Regions from separate parts of the Mus musculus genome. Here region 1 is linked to region 2. Evidence: chromatin contacts called from public Hi-C data. All regions are on one chromosome and are shown on one strand. Each heading gives the region's core, a stretch centred on a gene start, on an enhancer-like site or on the middle of the called end of the contact. The rest is flanking DNA. Distances are from core to core; before and after follow the strand shown.

Evidence for each region. A called contact is a pair of places that touch in the nucleus more often than the background predicts.
Region 1: a Hi-C map of bone marrow-derived macrophages shows a contact between it and region 2, with 18 read pairs. The contact joins two enhancer-like sites. A contact is called at or near these places in 1 of 39 promoter capture datasets (cranial neural crest), 2 of 484 Hi-C or Micro-C datasets (bone marrow-derived macrophages and cortical neurons) and 1 of 9 other capture datasets (embryonic stem cells).

Annotation. Positions count from the first base shown.
Region 1 is chr10:44,855,803-44,860,177 of GRCm38.p6, forward strand. No RefSeq gene overlaps it. Among named protein-coding and RNA genes, the nearest start is that of Gm40638, 85 kb to the right of the region's middle. Within about 2 kb of position 3,094, at least 1 of the 459 cell types and tissues checked has an H3K27ac peak or open chromatin away from gene starts, as enhancers often do. A contact at or near this core is called in bone marrow-derived macrophages, where this site is marked.
Region 2 is chr10:44,339,908-44,343,883 of GRCm38.p6, forward strand. All of the region lies in intron 6 of Atg5 (autophagy related 5), which reads left to right. Among named protein-coding and RNA genes, the nearest start is that of Mir1929, 18 kb to the right of the region's middle. Within about 2 kb of position 2,139, at least 23 of the 459 cell types and tissues checked have an H3K27ac peak or open chromatin away from gene starts, as enhancers often do. A contact at or near this core is called in bone marrow-derived macrophages, where this site is marked.

The sequences.
Region 1 (4,375 bases), core at 1,844-4,343, 520 kb after region 2:
TCATTCAGCCCAGGGTTGGCATCTTGTGAATCATTTCACCTCCCCCTTGCTCTAGTAACAAACATACTACCAAGCAGGGAGCTATAAATGAGTTCATTTCCTGGAAATACGATTTTAATGAGATTCTTTAGCTGATCACACATCAACCCGGAATAATAAAACATTGACTGCTGATCCTCTCCTCTTAAGGCTAGTGATGTAAACTCTCATCCCTGTTCTTAACACAAATCTAGCTTAACATTCAAGGTTTTAGTGGAACAGAAAATTAGATTAATGTAAGCCTGTCGGTGATAGGGACTTTTGAATAAATCCAAGAGATTTCACATCAGAAACCCATTGCCGCTTGACCTGGTGTCATGGAAAACATGACAGTTTCTAATGCTTCGCTTGGAAAACATTGAACTTTGGTTAACTCACTGTTCCCAGACTTAAAAATAGGGAATTGAGGTGGCTTAAAGGATGGGGAATTAACAGTTCAAACCTCTGACCATGGGAGCTAGAAGGTCTACACAGAAAAACATTTATTTCCTCTCCAAGATCTGTTCATGGTTTGTATTTTGGATGCTGCTGGGAGGCAACATGGGTGTAGACCATGTGACTTAACAGAAAGCCAGAGCCTGTGTAGGAGTTAGTTGTTCTTTTTATTATCGACTCTTGTAGGAACGAGCTGAAGCCCCCAGTGACTGTATTTGTCCTACCTAAGAGAAGCACCTCCAAAGACCTCTTCCCTACCAGTATGTTTCATATTTTAAAGGTTCAAGCCCTTGTCACAGCACCACACTCAAGACCAAATTCCCAGAACATGAACCTCTGGGGGGTGAGGGATTAAACTATAGCGGATCTGTACCAATCATGATTCAGTCTTTTGTTTGTTTGTCTTTAAATCTTTGTCTTTATTATAAGCTCCTCACCGGTGGAAATATTTCAAACATTTTTGTTCTTTATGATTCTTAGGGTATTCACATAGTGTTTTTTACACAACAAACATTTAATATGGATTCCAGGAGCTTTTGGAAGTAAATTATCTCAAGTTGAAGGGGAGACTCTTGTCCTTAAAGTCTCACTTGAAGCATGCCTTCTTTTTAAGTGTGGAAGGGAGAGTAAAGTTGTTTAAAGTCCTTCAGTGAGGCTGAAACACTAAGGAAGCCTAGGGCCTTGAAATGATTGTGGAAAGAATCAATAATTGCTTTATTACTGAGTAAACTGGATTTTTTTTTTTACACTCACAAAAGGAAATGGATCTGAACTCAGATGGTCCCTGGTATCTTTGTGTTAGGCAAGTTCATCCTTTTATGAGAGGACTCACCCTTATTCACATAAAATAGCATTCCATTTCAACATAGCGTTTCTTAAGCAAGAATGGCTGAGTCGAGTAGAGGGTAAGACACATAAAGTCAAATATAGCTTTTATAGGTGTATTAATACTCAGTCGAGAGCACTTCCTTGCTCAGAATTTTCTGGGGCCCGGGGGCTTGAGCTGTCAATGATGTTGAAAGAAAATGTTTTGAGGTATAATCATGTCTTGTTCATACGTTCTCTTTCTAAGTTAATATATACATGTATCCTGTGATTCTTTCCTTTTTAAAAAAAAAAAGCAAAAAAGAGAAATCTGGGCACAAGCAAGTTTTATAATGGTAGTTACAGAATAATGTGCGGCAACTTTCAAATCTCCACAGAGCTGGCCTCCCACCCTTCATTCACTGGATCAACAAATGAGCTTCCTCCTCTCCCGTTAATACCTGGCAATCCAAAGAAACGTGCTTAGGGGCAGCTCCAGATTCCCTGAGGTGATGCCACTAGCTTGCATAGAGGGGAGGACCATGAACATTGTGCTCTGCTGGTGGGGTTTGTTGACTGGAACCTCTGTGTAAATATATCAGCTCTAGAGTCCAACTTCTGTGTGTATATCAGAGGGTGTCCCTGACATGGCTGATGTCCCTTATGATGTCTCAGAAGCTTGGAGATAAACTTAACATTGGGGTGAGACAGAGACAACTGTTCAAAGCATTTAGTATCCGGAAGATAAGGCAGAAGGCAATTTAATAAGTCAGGAAACTACTTCCTTCAGCTATTGGGTGAACCAGCATTTATTGACATTTACAAGATAGTCTTCTAGGTATTATGAATAGAGGGGAGAAGAATAATTCATATTTAGAGCATCTGAAATCTAAAATTATGGATTATGCAATAATTTGTAGGATAGTATATTATGGTTTGTTTTTTTGTTGTTGTTCTTTGGGTTTGTTGTTGTTTTGGTTTTGGTTTTATCAGCTTGACATAAGTTACAATCATCTGGGAAGAAGGAACTTCAATTGAGAAAGTGCCTCCATCAGACTGGTTATAGGTAAGTCTGTAGGGGCATTTTCTTAACTAAGGACTGATGTGGGATCCTGTGGGTGGTACCCTGGGTGACTGGTCCTGGGTGGTCTAAGAAAGCAGATTACCCAAGCCAAGGGGAGCAAGTCAGGAAGCAGAATTCCTCAATGGTTTCTGCTTCAGTTCCTGCCCCAGTTCATAATCTGCATGGCTTCCTCCTGTCTTGACTTCCCTCAGTGGTAAACCATGGTTGAGACAATGTAAGCCAAATAACCCTTTCCTCCCTGGGTTGCTTTTGATCATGATTTTCTTCCCAGGAACAGAAAGGAGGCTAAGATAGTATATTAGTTTACTTGCTCTGCTATAATAAAATAGCTCAGACTGCATGACTTAGACAATGGTAATTTATTTTTCCTAGTTCTGAATGTCCGAGGCAAGTATTAAGTATCAATAAGCTGGGGATTTGGTATCACTTACAGCTTCTTTCTATAAGCTACCTGATGAGAAAGTATCTTTTGTAACACCAAGGGGCATTGCTGGTCAAGTCATTAGCTTCTTGAGATCAGGCCACTAGCTTGGCTTTGGGGAAAGGATTTGAACATCATGCTTTGCTGTTGGTGTTCCTAGAAACGTATGCCTTGTAAGCAGTATGTGGTTCAAAGACCTCTTTCAGAGAAACAGCCCATCAGGGTTCACGTTCCTCTCCTCCACGTATGGACGCATCGCATCCACAAAGAGGAAGCCTGCAGCCCAGAACTGGGGAAGTAAGAGCTTTGCTTCCTTGGCATTTGCATTTGTTTAACATCTTCATAATGAGTCACACGCAAGAGATGGCCTCCATCCTCCCAGCTGAGATTCAGTGACTAATAACAATGGTTTGGGCTCAAGTGGGGATAATTGGCGTTTCTGGAATATACAGAAATGATGGGTTGAATCAAAAAGTTATGCTCCTCTGAGGGAGCTGCAGGTGGGTAAAACAATTTGGGCTCAGTTTTTGAGGATTAAAAGGGAGAAATTCCACTTTCTGAGGCACCGAAAAATGTAAGCAGCATGGGACTCAAAGATGTCCACCATATGGATTTGAAAGGATTTGCTTTCAGAGAACACTGACATCAGAGAACCGTTCTGAACTTCTAAAGCCCTGTGAGCCCAGGAAGCAGGAGAGGGTTTAAATGCCCTGAAATTAATTTTCCTGCTTTTATTATGTTAGCCAGTGTTTTCATTTTACCATTGATACCCAGAAGCAGTTTCTCAAAAGGCCCACTTTAAAAAGATCACATCAAATAACCAAATGACACTGTTCATTTACTTGAATGACTAGAATATGAATTTCAAAAATTGCTGAATCGTGTCAAGCTGAAATGACCAGGGTCGGCTTCGCATAGATTGAGTCGACGGGAGGGTTTACTTAAACTCTTACAACTGTGAAATGGATGCTTAAATAAGCTGCAGAGACAAACAATGTTGAAGTCTTAGATTAAAGGCATGTAAATGCTTACTCTTTATGCAAGCTGCACTACTGAATTCAATTCCTCAAGTTTGATTTCAGGCTATTACTTCTTATACTTAAGTTCTTTGACACGATACTGCCACCGTGCATGGTTCAGTTAATCTAATTATGTATTTTTAAGCTGAGTGCCGCCAACAGGGTGTATATGCACTATACAGGCCATTCGTCTATACTGATAAGAAACTTCAGGCATGAAGACGGAAAATCCCTTTGTCAAGGACAAAAGAGCAGAGAGGTTTTAGCTGAAACTCCAGAGCCTTCCATTCTGTGCCTTGAGGTTGTGCCTGCCCACAGTGGAGACTGTTCTTTCTAGACTTTGCCATCTAGAATGTTTGCCCAGATCCTTTTCCCAGCTCCTAACCAAGCTTTTCACTGAGTATTGACGGAAAAGGGTTATAAACACAGGCAAGACCTGGAAGTCACCAGAAGTCAAAGCCAAGTGCAGATTCCTCTTGCTCAGCTCTCTTGCTGGTTTTCAGTGTTTCACATTCTTCCATCCATCGACTAATACAGAGTAAAGGCCAGTTGGCCATCATTGCGGATTTGCAT
Region 2 (3,976 bases), core at 889-3,388:
CTTTACTTGAGTCTTTTTCTATAGCCATGCTACTAAATTTTTCATATGAAAAATTAAACTGGGCTAGGGAGCTGGCCTAGTACTTGATCCATTAATATGAGAACCTGAGCTCAGACCCCTACCTAGCATTCACATAAGCCACATGTGACTGTGTGCTGCTCTAAACCCACTGAGCCCTCTGAGGTCACTGACCAGCTTGGCCAGCTGAAACAGGGACTGACTCTGTCACTGAAAGACCCTGTCTCAAACAGTAAGGTGAGGCTAGAGAGATGACTCAGTGGTTAAGAGCACTGGCTGCTCTTCCAGAGGGCCTGAGTTTGTTTCCAGCATCCACATGGCAGCTAACAACCATCTGTAACTCCAGTCTCAGGGGATCCAGTGCCCTTTTCTGGCCTCCATGGGAACCAGACATGTACATGGTACACAGTCATGCATACAGGCAAAAGACAAAATTAAATGAATAAAACTTTAAAATGTAAAACATAAAGTGAAGTTATTAAAAAAAGAAAAGAACAAGATGACAGCCCCTGGCCTATGTGTACACACAAATACACTGCACATACACACAAACAGTAAAGCAAGTATTTCCAAGCAGCCCGTGTGTTCTATCAGAAGGCTCAACATCATAGATTCCTGTCTTCCGTAGTCCACCATGCTACTCTGCACCACGTATATTATAGTGAAAGGATGTGAGGAGTACACAAACTGTTAACTACATTTGCTTTAACTATTATGTGGCAAACTATATTTGGCATTGTCTAGACAGAATTACAAGTGTAATAATTTCAATGAGACAAAACACACTTTAAGCCAGATGTGAGGATGTATTTGGATGTATGTGTGTCATTTAATCATAGTCTCAATTAAGACTCTGCTGCTTTGGAGATTAAGTGTTCCTGGCTGTAATAATGACAGCTTCAAATCTAATTATTATTTCTTGATGTCGTCGGGAATATTGAGAGGGGCCTGCAGAGTATTTTAGCCAGCCCACTCACATTTCCCTCCATAAGGGATGAAAGGCTTGGGCCCCCGCTCACCTCCCCTAGAGACTTGACTGTAAAGTCCTCAGCATTGTTTAAACCTCTCTGTTATTTTTATTGAATACATCTTGTAATTGTGTGTATTCTTAAGCTAATTTAAATATGAACCTGGTTCTGAAAAGCATGTGATGCACAATTTGACATGCATGAGTTTATCTGCAGTCACGTGTGCTGTGACAGTTTGAAGCCTACATTAGGTTACTGTTGGTAAAGCCTGACAGTGCGCCTGTGTAACACGCTTTCTTTGACTGTGTGCCATGAGCACTTACTTGAATTAATAAAGTATCAAAGGAAGTTGAAGGAGACTGTTAATTACTTTTGATTCTCTCTGTAATTGTTTCTGTAACAACTACTGTTCCCTTTTATTTAATAGTGCTTTAAAAGTTAGGAGTGAAAAGAGTTAGCCTTTGTTACCACATACTGCATTGTTCAGTCTACATTTTAGGAATTATCTATCTTATTATTATGTCATAATAATTAATCATAGGTAACATTTCCCAGCTTATCAGATTGAGGAGAGGACTCCAGTGTTGGATTTCTCTTAGAGACAGTGCTTTGTGTTAGGAGTTGGGATTGCAGTCACACTTGCCTGTTCTGCTGTGCCCTGTACACTGGCCCTTAGCTGGGGTTTGCTATCCACTAATTTCTAACAAGTGCTGTTACTCCAGGTTCCCATGAATGCTGAAGTGTGATTATCTCTTTCTTCATTAAAGAATAATTCAAGCTCTGTTATGAGTTTGAAGCTTGAGGCCATCTGGATTTCTCCTTGGTTTTCATCGTCTTTTGAAATGGAGTTTTCAAAGTTTACATTGGATGTGCTGTGCAATTAACTGCTTTAACTTTATACCTGCTAGGGTGTCTCTCACTCTTAGAACTTTACCTTATGTAACTTGTTAGGGTTTGGGGGGTTTTTTGTTTGTTTTTAGTGGGGTTTTTTTTCCTCTATTTTTGTTCTTGTTGGTGAGTTTGTGGGTTTGGTTTGCTTGCATCTAGTGGCCCAGCCCTGCTCATGGTAGGCAAGTGCTTTTATCACTGAGCTGTGTATGACCCAAGCCCTGAGTGAAGCTTTGTGTTCTGGCTTCCTGGTATTTCCTCACAACACCCAGTTTGCGGTTCTGCTCTCGTTTACTACGGTATTACAGTCACTTGCGTGCTATCCATCTATCCATGAGTTAGCATGAGGATGCCCTTCTAAGTACAGGACAAGTCTTTACTGAGCAGTCCTGATACAGGACACTTGGGATCGTAGTTGAGCTAAGCTCCTACTTGAACATTTCTCCCTGTTCTTCACTCACACTTTTGTTGCAAATGCTCTTTTAAGCTATTTTTTAAAAAGAGGAAACATCACTGCCCTCTGCAGTTCTCCTTATGCCAATCATTATGATGTCCCTACCATTATGAATGGAATGGAAGTAGCTATGGTTTACTATAGAGTCTTTCATTGGCATAGGAAAAAACTCATTGCTAGCAAGGAGATCTGGTGACCTAGCAATTGTCGAGGTTTTTAATTTGGGAAAGTATAATTTGTGAAGAATTGAGTTTTATTATTTTTGAAGATTTTTAATTTAAAACATAGTTATTCTAATGTCTGAGTGATGTTACACCTTCAGGAGACTACTGCTAGGAAATTCTGCCCAGCCTTTAATAAGTCAGCCCCTGTCATCATTAGGTTATGCCTAAGCAGTCTTAAGTAGAAGTCTCTCTAAAACACTGTTCTTTCTTTCCTTTGAAGTAAAGCGGTTTCTAAGTTTTGTTGTCCTGAGCATTATTGTTGTACGACAGAATTTTTCCTGGGAAGACACAACACACAGGTATATTCACTCCAGATAGGGATTTATAGCAGAGTGAAGTATAGACACCACCAAAGTCCAAGTTTATGAACCAGTAGGTTTATTGGGGTTTCTTACAGAAGTGTGGCTGAGGGGCTACTCACTGGAGCAGAAATGGCTCAAAGACAGCTACATCACCAATGCCTTCCCAGCATGAATGGCAGGTCACAAAAGCTAGGAACCTGGGACACCCTGTACAGCCTGCAGACAGCTCAACTGATTGCAGAGTGTCCTTTCCAAGTTCTTCAGTTGGTCTAAACCCCTTTCAGGTAGCTGGTCTGGTCTCAGAGTCATCTTTGCCCCTCAGCTTGTCTGATTGTCTTTGTAGCTCAGCTTCCCTTCAATGGGACTCTTAGCTTTTATTCTTTACAGTGGCAAGAGAGGCCTAGTGAATCTGGTCAGTTTCAGGGACTTCCTGAAGCTATTTTGAATTGTCTTTCTTCCTGCTTGAGCGTCTCTGCAGGGTAGAGTGTTTTGCCCTTATCTGTACACAGCCATGTGTGTTTGTAATGTAGTCACTTTTGGAGAAGTTAGGTCATTGTGTCCATAATTCTATAAGAATGATAACCACCAGCTAGTTCTTTATCACATCAGAGTCTATACTCTTTGACAATACCTTAAAAATCAAGAATAGATGCCTGAGACGCAGACTTGATCATAGTTTGTGAGAGTGTCTCTTACACTGTTTATGTGTTTTCTAATCTCTAAATTACCAGGGTGAGTCTAGGAAATTGGCTGCAGTGAACTGGATTGTCCTGTTGGCACTGATGCAGTATTGGCTGATGGCCTTGGCTGTGTTTGGTAGCCTTTTTCTTTTGCGTTTTCTCTGTGATGGATACAAGCAGCACTTCCCTTTGGAGAACTGTCTTGGTCACCATTTTATGGTGTTGTGTTAAGGTGTGTTACTGTGGAAAGATTTATTGTTACGTTCTGGGATAGTGAAAACAGGAGCAATACTGAGAAGTAACAGGGCATGTGTTTTTCAATACTGGAATTAGAATTTCCTTTTTAATATGTAACCATCACTATTTGGCTTTTCCTGTTTTGCCTGTTGTTTTTAAGTAAGCTTTGTAACTCAGCTACCTCACGTTTCTGCTGCTAACTAGG